2 separate regions of the Gossypium hirsutum genome follow, and region 2 is linked to region 1. The links are chromatin contacts, called in public Hi-C maps. All regions are on one chromosome and are shown on one strand. Each heading gives the region's core, a stretch centred on a gene start, on an enhancer-like site or on the middle of the called end of the contact. The rest is flanking DNA. Distances are from core to core; before and after follow the strand shown.

Region 1 (7,391 bases), core at 3,418-5,917:
ACGAGTCAAATTGTAATATAATCTTCTACAACGAATTACTTGGAAGTATTTCGAGGAGCGTACCCAAAGGACAATGGAATAAATAATGAAAATCTTTTTACAATAACAAGTTCAAGCAGTAGTACTTAATTCCTATATTACTATAAACCATAAAATAGATTAAGGGACTATAAAAAATAAATAACAAAAAGAAATAAATAAAGAAAAATAAACAGACGAATTAAATCAATAAACCAAACTGAAATATTAACTTGCTTCAGGGTTTGTAACTAACTTTAGATTAGGATTTCAGGGTGGACTAACTACCGATTAACCAATTATTAACTAATCTATTGGTTGATACTCACTTATCTCCTGACCTCACTTTGTGAACTAGGATAAATTATGATTTACTGTTTGACTTATCTCCCAACCTCGTCTTGCTTATGATAACTTCATAAGGTTGTCAATCCTAGTGGTTTAAGCACAAGTAATTCATACCACCTAATCCCTCTCGAGAAACCCTAAATCCTCCGTTAATCATATCCTTATCCATTTGTTAATCTCCTCTAAGGGATTTAACCACTCATGTTATTCATGATCTCAACTCTGATTGAATAAACCATGTAAAGAACATGATTGATTCGAAAGAGAAAATAGATTTGAATAATTGTGGATTGAATATCAAATAGGGAATAGAATAACAAATTTCTCGATTGGAATAAAGTAATAAATCAAATGCAAAAGAACATAAACTGAAATTCTTGAATAATATAAAAAAAAAACTCTTAAATCAAAACTAATTCAAAAGGAAAAATAAGAAAGTTATGAAAACTCGAAAAGAAAAATAAACTAAATATATTCTAAACTACTAGGGTTTCTGAAGGAGTCTAGGATGAGTTAATTGCATTCAACCCCTAATGTCTTATTTATAAAGGTGTTGGCAGCCCAAATTAAGCCTTTGGCACGTTCTAGGTTTTCGTATAAGTTTGATTGCGTGGGCAAAAATAATCCCAATAAACATGGGCAGAACGTCGACATGTGTCGTGCCATACCCTTTGCGTGGCACGACACGGCACCCACTTCTTGTCTTGTGACATTTTTTTTGTGCTTTGATGTCCCAAGAAGCTTATGCATCACTTGTCCCTTGTTTCCATGTCAATTGGGCCTCTATATCTTCATCTTACACACTCAATTAAACACATTAGCTCTCGTCTCGGCCTATTGGGTCACAACACTTACAAAATGTGTTTAAAAAAACACTTATTTTATTAATATTTTATCCTAAGGCCTAACTACCGAAAATGAAATATAAAATACTAAATTTCTTAGAAACCAAACTCATTAAGTGCGTAATTGACTTGAATTGACTACTATATTTGACGGTAGTTTAGCTAGCTCAAGATAACATAAACGAATTGCATGTAGAACCAATAATATGAAATGAATGAAAATGATAGACTAAAAGAAATAGATCGTATATATCACTATTTGCAGTGAATACATTTTCTCGCTAAAGTACTGAAAAGAACTTAGGAAATAATTCAAGGTTCTTCAAATTATTATTTAATTAATTATAATTAAATAATTGAAGTTTGAAGATGAAATTAATTTAATTAATCATCATGAATTTGTTGAATAAGGAAATTAAATATAATTTTCGTATAAATTATGTTACGGTAAAGTTTCTATGACTTTAATGGAATTAGAATTGGGTTCAAAAATTTATTTAATTGAGAAATTAATCCAATTAATCTAATAATTAAATTAATTGGTTAAATAAATCATCTTTTGAGAAATAAAAAATAAATTTTGAGTTAGATAAATTATAAGTGTTAGGTAAAAGTTTAGGTAACAAATATAATTAACCTAGGCCTGATTACTATAAGGGGCGACAAACCTTAGTATTTACTAGGTCATGTTGCCACCCCCTATACTTTTAATTGGAGTAGAAATTGTATTTTCTATTAAATATTATTATTTAATCAAGTCTTATTTGAACATAATTCTTGTACGTTTTCTTTATAAATAGGAACTATGTATTAAGCAATTTATAATGCTTCTTAGACACCATTATTTTGTCCAAAAAAGTGACAATTTATTTTACAAAATAAAATCTACTTTATGAGAAAATCGCATAGGTTCTAGTTATAGAGAGAATTAACTTTCCTATTAAAAGTTAATGAAATTTTTCATTTTGTCCAATTGATTCAATAAACTTTGAGCCCACACTCAAAGCAGTTCGTAGTTTAAGAATAGTGGAAAAGGTCATCAGTAGAAAGTTGAGGCCAACTTTAGACTACCTTGTACAATTCACAAATATATTCATGTTAAAATTTATTGTTATAAATAACACAACAAACTTGATTTTAGAAAATTTTAAAAATTTAGTTGTACATAAAATAAATTGATTTTTCCATCATAGGGACCATGAATATTTGACATGGGGAATCTCTAGCATCGTGGACCTCGATGTGTAGAAATCCAAAAAGGAAACAATCCAAAAGTGATGGAATATTTAGACAATATATAGGGATTGGTATAGTCGATGCACTTGTGTAATTCAAAATCCCATACCTAATATGGAGAATAAGTTCGACCTCTAGCAACAACTCCATAGTAACATCCTCACTTTTCTTGGTGTCCAAACAGCATAGTCTTAATATCTTTATTATCATTAAGATCTGCCGCAATGTATTTATACTGTATTTTCATACATGCACTTAATATTTCCAGCCTAAATTTTCCTCAAAGTCCTCATTTTCTTGTTGTCCAAGGAAACATCACTGTTAAAGATCATGTTGAATGTTGAACCGATTGGAATATGACTCCATCATCAATTGAATACATATTTCTATTTAAATGAATTTGTACCAAGAATCAATATATCATCTTGAAATTGTTAAATATTACAAAAAACATTAACAACTTCAATAATTGCTAATAACAATGGTAGTCACAACATTAATGCTAATTTACTACCATGACAACTATATATAATAGCACAATTTCCTTATTCCATACCTAGAACATATTCAACAAGCGTAACACCAATAATAACATAAAAATTTCCTTAATAACAATGATTTGATCATTACATAATATTGATTATAAAAACAAATCACATCTGTTATACCACTAATTTATGCATTATGAAAAAAAAAGCATTTAACTAATTACATGAGATACTGAAACTTTGCACATAGTGAAATTCTTTTAAAGGATTACAAATGAGAAAATTTTAACAAATATTTACATTATTTTTTACTTTTCCCCCAAATGATACCACACAATTTATAGGAGAAGGGAAATGTTTAGGTTAGCTTAAGCATGTTTGAAGTCAATGCCTATATGTGTCGACTTCTTCATTAAAAATCATCCATGAATTCAACATCCACAAAAGTTGAGTTCTTGTTCCATCACATCAATTCCCTCTCTATAACTGTAAATTTCAATATTTTTTAGGGGAATCCCGAGAAGTTGTTAGTAGCACTTCGACACTCACTAGTGTTGAGTTCAGAATATTTCATTATCATAAAATGTTTGGGCAATTAATTTTGCACATGTCATTTAACCAAAACAAAGGAGCTTAACATCTCGTGAATGTTGAGGTGGTCTTAAAAAACATGATTTGAAAAATAAATATTAGATATATCTAAGATGGGAAATAATATTTAATTTTGTTATATAAAATAAAAAGATATTGCTTATTATATTATTTTTTATATTAAAATCGATAAACTAGATTATTTTCAACATTATAGTCTTTTTAGTTCATAATCTCATTTATTAAATTATTTTAAATTCATTCTTTGTTCAAAATTAATTAGTTCAGATTTTAGTCACTTAACTTCAAAAATTACAAAATAATTATTGAATTATTCAAAATTTTTTATTTAAGTTATCGAATTGTTTAAAAGTTTTTATTTATGTCACTACACTATTAAGCATTTTTCTTTTAAAAGGTTTGACTAACGAGCTCCAAATAATAATTCGATGATCGGTACGCAGATTAGTGTCAATCGACAAGTAGATGAACATATATTAGATACAAGTCGATTTGACAATCTATGTCAGAGATAGGAGAAGTAAATTGTTTGAATTTTAGTTTACAAATTCATAATGTTCAAAATTGTTGCATAAATAAAACTAAAATGTAAAAAAGAATGAGAAAATAACATTCGATTTGTGCAGACGATATGAATAAAAATACTATGCAACGATGATTTTAATATCTCAATCATTTAAATGAATTTTTTTAAATACTTTAGTGATCATTATGTGACCAAAAAATAAATTTACTAATAGTTTAGTAACATTAAATATAATTTACCCTTCATTTATTTGATGTTATATTTATTAAAATTTATGATAAACCTTTTTGTATTTTTTTAATTTAAATAATTTGCGTACTAAAATTATTTACATTTGCTTTTCTTTTTAATTTTGCTTTGTTCAACTTCGACCGATTTCTTTAAACTGCCACGTGTTTGAAATGTCAATATAATTATCAAGTCAATGATTGGAATTGTTGCAAAATTATAATAAATTTCCCGATATACCCTCATCGCTATACGTGTGCAAGTACCAATGATCAACCGGTTCTTTTATAAGATAAATCGTGTCGCAGCAGAATAGTACCTAAGATCCAAACTTTGGTAAAAGAATAATTTTTTTCTCAATCTTTTGCACAATTTGGCGGCTTCGTTGTTTGTTTGCCTTTCATTTTCCCCGTAAATTTAAAACATAAAAGTATATTTATTTTTTATTTATACTATTTTTCAATATATAAAAAATAAACATTTATATAATCTGTTTCTTAAGGTCGTAAAGCTGCTCAATTAGCTGTCCACTCGTTTTTTATTCATATTCTTTTTTTCTTCTTCGTTTTCCATATTCTTCCATGAGTATCCCAGAGCTACTAGGATGGAGAGAAAAAGAAACAGATTCATAATTTGGAAAGAAATTTGTTCATTTTCCATATTATAGTCTTTCCCCACCGTTGGACATTTGATTTTTCCAGTCTTTTTGTTGTGAAAAAGTGGGAGATTCTCGTAGCATCGTTGTATATTTTTGCTACATTTGCGTTGGAGAGATCTGATGTTTCTTTCTTTTTGTGTCAGCGATCTAGGAGTTGAGTTTGGTTTTCTTGCAGGGAAAGAATCGATGATTTTCTCTTTTTCTTATTGGCTTTGGTAAGACGCCATTGTAAAAGGGAGAAGTCGAAGAGTTGGAGTTTCCTTCGTGTCTTTGCTTTGGTTTGGTCTGCTTTCTATTTTTTTGGTTGTCTTTGTAAATACGCGTGGGCGTTGGAATTGGACTCGTATAATGCTGGGGTGGGACTCTTAAGAACCTTTCGTAAAAACATCCCCTTAAGTCTTAAAAATGGCTCTACATGATTTCTGATACAGATCGCTTGCTTTCACTCTTTCTGAAGATCTAAAACAATCTCCCCCTCCCCTCCGTAGAAAATTTTCTTTCTTGTTTTTGTTTTAGTAACAGAAACGAAACATATCGTAGTTAAAAGAAAATGATGAGAGTGAAGACAAAAGCAACAGGGTTGGCCCCGGTGGCAAGTGGCGGTGGCGGTAGAGGTGAATCGGCTGCTCATGATTTGGAGCTTAGACCCGGAGGCATGTTGGTACAAAAGCGAAACCCGGCCTCCGATCGAAATTCCATCCCACCACCGACTATTAGAGTTAGAGTCAAATACGGCTCCATCTACCACGAAATCAGTATCAGTTCTCAAGCTACGTTCGGTAAATTTCTCATCTTTCACAATAATAATAATACTAATAATAATAACCTCTAATAGACCAATTAAAGTTACTTTGGATTGTGTGGCAGGGGAGTTGAAGAAGATGCTGACAGGGCCAACAGGATTACACCATCAAGATCAAAAGCTATTATACAAAGACAAGGAGAGGGATTCCAAAGCTTTTCTAGACATGGCAGGTGTGAAGGACAAGTCCAAAATTGTTTTAGTTGAAGACCCAATTAGTCAAGAAAAGAGGTTATTGGAGACCAGAAAGAATGCTAAGATAGAGAAGGCTTCTAAATCCATCTCCCAAGAAGTTGATAGGCTTGCTGGCCAGGTACATACTATTCAGTACTGGTTCATAATAATTTATAAGATTATGCATTATTTTTCTTAGTTTAAATCATATTGGTTGGATATTGCCTAGGTGTCAGCTTTTGAAACAATAATCACCAAAGGTGGGAAAGTAGCGGAGAAAGACTTGATTAATTCGATTGAGCTGCTGATGAATCAGTTGCTTAAATTAGATGGGATTACAGCCGATGGAGATGTCAAGCTGCAAAGAAAAATGCAGGTACTTAAGAATCCCGATTTGCCGAAAGCGAACCCATATCCGTTGATTATTCAAAATTAAAAAGATAAAATGTATATTTGCTTTGCTTTGGGACTTAGAGCCATACTGATTTGCCTTTCGGCATTGTTGAAGGTGAGAAGAGTTCAAAAATATGTTGAAACATTGGATATGTTGAAGATTAAAAACGCTATGCCAAGCAACAATGGAGGTCAAATGGAAATCCAAAATCAACACAAGCATACAAATGGGCAAAAACTAGCCCCAACCCAAGAGCAAAAGCCTAGGCATTTTAACGGGCAAAGACTAGCACCAATTCAAGAGCAGCAATCGAGCAACTCAATTGCCCATTTGCCAATCCATCAACAACACCACCAATCAGCATCGGGGCCCGTCGTAGTCACCACGAACTGGGAGACATTTGATACCTCCCCAACATCGTTCCCGGTTCCCTCAGCATCCACATCAACCGCCAATAATTCAGTCCCGCCAAAATTCCCTTGGGACTTCTTTGACTAAGCAGCACTATGCCACGTCTCTGCTCTATTTTTCTCTGGTGTGTGTGTGTGTGGATGTGCTTCGGTTTGCCTTTCACTTGGGTTTGTTATCATCATCTTCTTCTTTTTCTTCCATTCTTTCTGTACTTAGATATTGTTGGGCAACTGCACCCTTAATTTCTAATCTGCCATTCAGTTCACCATAAAATAAACGGGGCTTCCTCCACCATAGTGATTACTAATTACTATGATGATTATAGACTGTTGAAACCAAACTGTTAATTCTCCTCTATAGCTTTATTGTGTTTGAATTCATATTCTTCCTTTTGATGATTACCAACCCTATATTGTTAGTAATGTGTAATATATCAGTATCTCTATTTCTAGACCAAATGGGAAAAAAGAAAGACCTAATGGAAGGAAATTAAGAACATACTACTATTTAGTCTTTATTTTATATATACTGACAAAAAGGGCAATATTATGTGGAACGGAATTCAGTAATATCATAACTAACACGTCCAATAAGAGGAAGCCATGTATGATAAAAAGTGCAGAGGAAATAATGACAGTGGATTGAATGAAC
Region 2 (7,380 bases), core at 1,433-3,932, 450 kb after region 1:
ATCATCCACTAACTCACAATTGGACTATTTACCTCATAAGGACTTAAAATTTAAGGTTCTATAGTTGTTTAACACCTTTAGCTAATAGAACGGTACTTTTTCATTTTACGCGATTTAGTCCTTTTTCTCAAATTGAGCAATCAAAACGATAAAATTAGCTCACAAAATTTTTACAAATATCAAATCACATGCTGTAAACGCCAAAAATAATATTAAAATAATTTTTTAACATCGGATTTGTGGTTTCAAAACAACTATTTCGATTTAGCTAAAATCGGGTTGTTACATATAATATACATAGTACGATGAACAGGATCTACAGGAGGCAGTTGAATATTTTGATTGTCACCCATCTCCTCAATAATATTGTTTTCCTCTTGTTCGTCTACTATATTATATTCACATTGTCTTGCTTTTCTAGCCTCTTTATGATTTCTGCTAGCAGTACTTCCAACCTTATTGTCAAAAAGTAATGGTCCCGATGGGTTTCCTCTAGTCATAAACCAAAAGAACCTGCTAGAAGCAAACAAAAGAAAAATTAAAATGTAAAAATTAAATTAAAACAAAAATATTAAAACAAAATAAAATAAAAATGGCTAAATTAATAGAAATAAAGTTTTCCTAATATTTCAGTCCCCAACAATGGCGCCAAAAAAATTGATAGTCACGAAACTAATTAAAAATACGACAAAGGCAAGCACACCAATCGATAAATAGTATAGCTACGGTGAGTAGAGATATCGTATCCACGAGAACTAAAAGTACTAGTAATTACCGTTTTCCTATTATTTAACTGAAGAATTGGAGTGATCGGTTTAAGCTAAAATATACTAAATTAATTAACTAAAGAACTCAACAGAGAATAAATCAGGAAAATAATTTAATAATAACCAAGAAGCTAAACAATACCTAGGAAAGAATCCACCTAGACTTCATCTATCATTATGAATATGAATTAAACGATTTATTCACTTTGTATCTTGATTCGTAAAAATCCCTAAATTAAGCTAATACCTCTTTTAAGAGTAAGAGCAATTGACTCTAGGTTGATTAATTGGAATTTCTTTCTAATTAAAACCCCTATTATCGCATTAATTTGATCTATTGATTCCCTATTAGATTTGACTCTAATCCGGTAGATTTATGTCGTCATATTTCTAAGATTGCATGCAACTCCATTTAATTATGCTAGATCTACTCTTAAACAGGGACTTTTCCTCCTCTAATTTAAGCACATTAAACATGAAATAATATTCGAAAAATATTAAAACAAGAGATAAACACACATAACTAAGAACAAGAATTAAGTATTTATCACGTATAAAAAGAAATCAAATAATAGAATTCACCATAAAGTTTATCTTCCCTAGGTATCTAGAGAATTAGTTCATAATTGTAAATAAAAACATCTCAAAATCAATATAACCACAAAAGATAAAGAAAATCATAAAGAACTTCAAAGAAATTAAAAAGAAATCTTCAATCATGATGGAAATCTGCTTCAAAGTTGATTTTAATGGTGTTCTTCAAGTTGTTTTCTTCAATACTCTTTGATGGCTCCCTATTCTCTTATTCTATTTGGTATTTATAAACTTTAGAATGCCCGAAAAGCCTAAAAATTATGTTTTTCTGCGTGTTTAGAATGCAACTTGCGAAATCGACATGATCTGGCACATGGCCGCGTGTCCAGCTCGTGTGGCTCCTGAAATCTACTTTATTTGTCCGATTTTAGATTGCTTTTCGCTCATTTTACTCCCAAATGCTCTCCTAAGTATAGAAACATGAATTGAAATGATTAGCAGCATAAAATTCACTAATTTGAATAAATAATCATCCAAAAATACTTTAAGAATGAGATTAAAATATATTACTTTTATCACTTATCACTTATCACTTATCACTCTTCTTCTTCTTTCTAGTCTCCTGCTTGTACTGTCCAACTAGCCCTTTAAACAACAGCTAGGATGGTCACGTAGCTGGTTAAATAACAGGTCAAGATGTAACGGAAAATGGTACGGTTGACTAATTTGTTATTTTTTGAAAGTTGAGTAACTGTTGATATAATTTACTTAATTTTTTTTTCCTTTTCAAAATCATAACTATGAATGTTATGATATCCCCAGCGATAGAGCCAAGAGGGGGCTGACAGGGGCCCTGGACTCTCCTGAAATGATTTTTTTCATTTACGCTTTTTATAATTTATAAAATTTTAAATTAATAACGATAAAATTACACTTTTATCCCTAATAAATGATAAAAAATTAATTTAATCATTTAAAAATTATAAAAATATAAACTATTAAAATGATAAAATTATATTTTTAGTAGAATAAAATATCCCTAACACTATTTCGATAAGTAACTAAATAAAATCTACCATTTTCATATAAAAAATCCAACAATATAATGTTGTATAATTTGAAAATATTTTAAAGAACAATTTTAAACTAATCCAACCGACAGGTTCGTTCCAGATTTTTCAACGCTGAGAGGAATCTCACTCTTCAAGTTTCATTCTCTCTGGTCAGAAAAGAACCAACTAAAGTCTACAGCGTAAACGCACTAACACATCCCAACAAAGAACGAGATTGATAAGTAATTGACTACTGCAAGTATTTAAGAATCCTTTTTATTCAGAAAACCAAAAAACCCATGTATGCAAGCAATGTACACGAATTTCCCATTTGTATAATGTTATAATACCATTTTTTTTCCTCTTTTCTAATGATAATGAAATAACAGCAGCTGACAAATGTGTCCCTGTTTCAAGTGCGCTCTCTTTCTCTCTCTTTCATATCATATTAGTAGTAGGCCAGCACATGGAACCTCACCACAAATTTCTCTGTGTTTCAGTTTTTTTGGCTTTTAAGACCAGCTTTTCCCTAGCGAAGTAGGTAATTTCATCTCTTTGAATACTTCATAGCTTTTCCCTTTCTTTTTCCACCTTTTTCTCACTCTTTTATCCATGGATACTGCTCAGAGGCCGCAGGTATATAAGGGTCTCCTTTTTCTTTTTTTATTTTTCTTCACATGAAATCATGATTTTCTTTTTCCTGGGTTGAGTTTTTAAAAGCTAATACCTTTGAGTTTTGAGGCTTCTTTTTCGTTGATTACTTGCTTTAAGGTTTCGCATTTTTTTGCTATGAGATGATGTTGTTCAGCCACCACTAATGGTTGAATTTATGTTGCTGTCGTTTAAGATCTTTCATTTTTTTTTTCCTTTGGGAAAGTACTGCACTTTTCTTTTTCATTCTTTTTCCACCATCTGATAAAAAAAATACTATTTTTATTTGTTTTTATTGGTTGTATAATCTTTCGACTACAAAGCAGCGTCCTTTGCTTTTCTCCGTCTTGTTTTGTTTCTTATTTCATCTCTCTTTTTTTTTTAAATCTATTTACTTTGTGAAACAAAACACCTTTCTTTGATCATGAAGTCATGGCTTTTTCCCCTTTCTTTTGTTTATTTTTGTCTTTTTAAAAATTTCAGGGAATTGAGGTAGTTAAGCCCATGGAAGCTTCAAGAGGTATGGTGGAGAGAAGGACTAGACCTCAAAACGATCAAGCTTTGAACTGTCCCAGGTGCAATTCAACCAACACCAAGTTTTGTTATTATAATAACTACAGTCTTTCTCAGCCAAGATATTTCTGCAAAACTTGTCGAAGGTATTGGACTGAAGGTGGTTCCCTCAGGAATGTTCCTGTTGGAGGTGGTTCAAGGAAGAACAAGAGGGCTTTATCATCACCACCACCACCACCACCACCACCAGCAGCAGCTTCATCTAAAAAGCTTGGTGATCTAACAACCCCACCTACTCCTCAAAACCCTAAAATCCATGAAGGTCAAGACCTTAACCTAGCTTACCCACCACCAACTGAGGACTATAATAGCTTGCCAAAGTTCGTTGAGGTGCCCTATAGCCACAAAAGCAACCATCAGAACTCTACCTCCTCTTCAACTCATCTCAATGCTATGGAGCTCTTGAAGACTGGTATTAGTTCAAGAGGCTTGAGTTCGTTCATGTCGATGTCGGTTTCTGATTCTAATACGGTATACTCAAGTGGGTTTCCAATGCAAGACTTCAAACCGACTCTGAATTTTTCCCTTGATGGACTGGAAACTGGCTTCGGGAATCTTAAAGGGGTCGAGGAAAGTGGTGCAAGGCTTTTCTTTCCTATGGAGGAATTAAAGCAGGTTCCGAGCAATGCTAACGAATTGGAGCAGAATAGAGGACAGGGAGAATCTACCGGTTACTGGAGTGGGATGTTGGGGGGAGGACATTGGTGATAGGAACAGCCAAAAGTAACATGGTTTAACAGGACGAAGGTAGACTTCATGCTTTCCTTCTTACATAATCGGTGACTAGTTTGATTACTAACAGCAGGTACTTTTGGGGAAATGGTTAGCTTTTTACGAGCTCGTTTGATACCCTTTTTACTTGTATTGTTGTACTGTAGTAGTACCTTTCTCTACTCTTTGATCAGTGTGGGTGTTTGAAGCTTCTTTTAGGATGGCTTCAAAAGGTTGACATCAAGTGGTGTGTGTGTGCATAAATATAAAAAGAGCAGTAAACTATGCGACTAGGCACCAGGCAATCGAAAAGACGAGAGGAACTAAAAGTTCTTGGCTACTTGCTGCTGCTTGGGATTGGATTGCACTATGATTTTGGTTACACCCTGGTTGTTGATCTTCTAATACTGTGTGCCATGTTGTTAGGTAGCCGAAAAACAATGTAATTAGCAGTTTGATGAGCAGATAATGACTTTGGTTGAATTAAGAAATTGTGATTGGTGTAGTTAGTTATAAACATGGATTGTGTATTAGTATTTTGGTTGAGGTTGAGTGAGTTGGAAAGATGGGCGTCAGTCCTCTGCAGCATTACTTTTTTGTTTCTCTTTCTCTCTTTTTGGCTTGACAAACAGGTCATAAAATGTCGGGTCCTATCAGCAACTTCTGGGTTTTGAGAGATTCTTCCAACTCCTCCCCAGCCTTAAAAAGCAATCCTTCATTAGCAAGTGTACTATTTTGAGAAGGAATAACCCAGAAAAAATGAATTACTTATGTTAGGTCTGACCCCATCCCTGCCCATGCTTTTCCACTTTCTAATGCAGCCTTAGCACATACCTTTTTCTTTTTTATTTTAAATGAACAGAAGTGTTAGGGTCATTAATATTGATTCTTGATCTAGTTAGGCTACATGTGTTTAGATGCATTTGTTTTTTCTTGTATAGCAAAGTACTTCATGTCCATGAAGTTATATTCGTAAACCAGTAAACCCTAATACACATGTGAATTCGAAGACAAAGAAGCTCTTAGCAGCTTTGACTAGGTGCATTTCCATGTAGTGGAGAGGGCCCACAAACATTCTCCTTGGGAGCGGTGCTTAAGAATAATTTCCACCATCCTCGCAAAATCATTTAGAGATAGCCACGCGAATAGGGCCGAGATTAGAAAATTTTTTTAGGGTTAAGAATTAAATTATATTTATGATGAAAAATATAATTATTTTAATACTTTATATTTTATATTTTTTAAGGATTATATAGAATTTTATCATTTTGGTATTAAAAGTGTAATTTTATTATTAATTTAAAATTTTATAAATTATAAAAATATTTAAATTGATTTTTTTTTTATTTTAGGGGATAGTTTGCCATTATAGGGAGGGGATGCCATTGTTCAAAGGCATAATCACCTATTTGACTCTTTAATTTTATAATAATTTTTAATAATTTATTTAATTTTCAGCTTTTTAACTTTTATTTTTATTTGAAAGATTAATGTTTATTAATTTTGCTAATGTGACGTACATGTGGGTTATCATTTGGATGACATGTCAACAATTAAATAATTTTTAATTTTAAAAATTTAAAAAATACAAAAAATATTTAAAAATATTAAAATCATTAAAAAGTATAAAAATCATAATAAAATTTTTTTAATATTTTTTGGTTATTAAAATAATTAATTAATTATTAATGTAATATGTTATAATTTATAAGTATGTCCCATCAACAAAGTTAATAAAATTTAATTTTTTAATTATTTTGAGATGATTTGACAAATAATACAAATTTAAAAATTAAAAGAGACAAATAATTAAATTAAAAATTAAAAATAACTTTTTTTATAAAATTAAATGATCGAATAACTTATTATGACATATAAAAGATATATCAATACATGTAGCGTTAGTTCCTCAAAGACAATGGTAGTTATTTAATGTAATATTTTCCCAAGATGTTCACCACTAAGTAAACAAGGTTTTTTCAAAGCCGTGAATTGAGGTTCACCATCCCCTCATCATGGAGGTCTCTTTCTTTCTTGCCTATCAAACGTTATATTACATTATATTTTCAAAATGGTGAATTCGAGTTTCAGCGCTCAAAATTTTATAGGTATTCAAGGTTTTATGGGCACTTTAGCTTACATATTATATTTTGATTAGAATTGTCGATATAGTTAATAAGATATAATTTTTTAAAATTATTAGTAATTAGTTTTTTTATAATAAAATTTATTCAATAATAAAATTCTTTTAACTTCACAAAAGAATTCAAAATCAGTGCATATTTTGTTTATTTTCTAAATATAACTATGCATCAGTTTTAAACCGGTTTGCGGGTTAAATAAAGTCTCTTGTCAGTGATTATAGTCCATATTTCAATTTCAATTATTACTATTATTTTCCATTGGGGATTTTTTTTTTTTTGCTGTCCTGAGATTGTCAATGGGACGAGGCAAGGTTTTCAACCATTCCAAATCAGCCTGCTAGAGTGTCGGTGATGATTAGAATTCATTAATATTTTAAAGCTTCCTTAAGCTCTAATGGTGATCTATTGGCGCTACCGCACTAGGTGTTTATTCCAAAATTCATTTTATAAGTTGGTATTATACGAGCAATTTTATTTGTGATGTATGAATTTAAAATAATTTACTTTTATTAAAAGAGTGTAATCAATTATAAATTTATTTTTATACTTTGGGTCATTTCTTATTGAATTAAATTAAAATTAAATTACCGAAAATATTTTTGTAGTTTAATTTAATTACAAAATCATATAAATATTTGTGAATATGAGAATTGATGCTGGAGGTTGGTGTCAGTTTAAGTGAAAATGTGTAAATCCATCTAAAGTTATTCCAGTGATTTGGTAAAAAAAATAAAATGGTATTTGATGAATTTGGTAGAATTTAAGTGTTTGGAAGTGTAACAGCAGAATCTAAGCAGTGGAGAAAGTTTATATGGTCTCAAGTCGGTCGTACATGTGATTTTCTAGGGAGAACTGATAGGTAAGTCATGATGGCTTTTACTTTTGTATTTAAATATGATTAATAAATTCGCTATCTTATTGAGGGGTCTCTAAATGGATTCAATAAAA

What was found. A called contact is a pair of places that touch in the nucleus more often than the background predicts.
Region 2: a contact with region 1 is called in a Hi-C map of leaf, with 2.5 times the contacts expected there. The contact joins the promoter of LOC107946715 here to the promoter of LOC107906161 in region 1. A contact is called at or near these places in 2 of 34 Hi-C or Micro-C datasets (leaf and petal).

Annotation. Positions count from the first base shown.
Region 1 is chrA08:67,723,295-67,730,685 of Gossypium_hirsutum_v2.1, forward strand. It overlaps LOC107906161 (BAG family molecular chaperone regulator 1), which reads left to right and starts at 4,668. Exons shown (of 4, transcript XM_016833099.2): 1 at 4,668-5,738; 2 at 5,827-6,074; 3 at 6,165-6,311; 4 at 6,444-7,145. The coding sequence starts at 5,510. The coding sequence ends at 6,827.
Region 2 is chrA08:68,170,833-68,178,212 of Gossypium_hirsutum_v2.1, forward strand. LOC107946715 (dof zinc finger protein DOF1.8) reads left to right here and starts at 2,683. Exons shown (of 3, transcript XM_016881181.2): 1 at 2,683-2,989; 2 at 3,488-3,579; 3 at 3,664-4,879. The coding sequence starts at 2,966. The coding sequence ends at 4,285.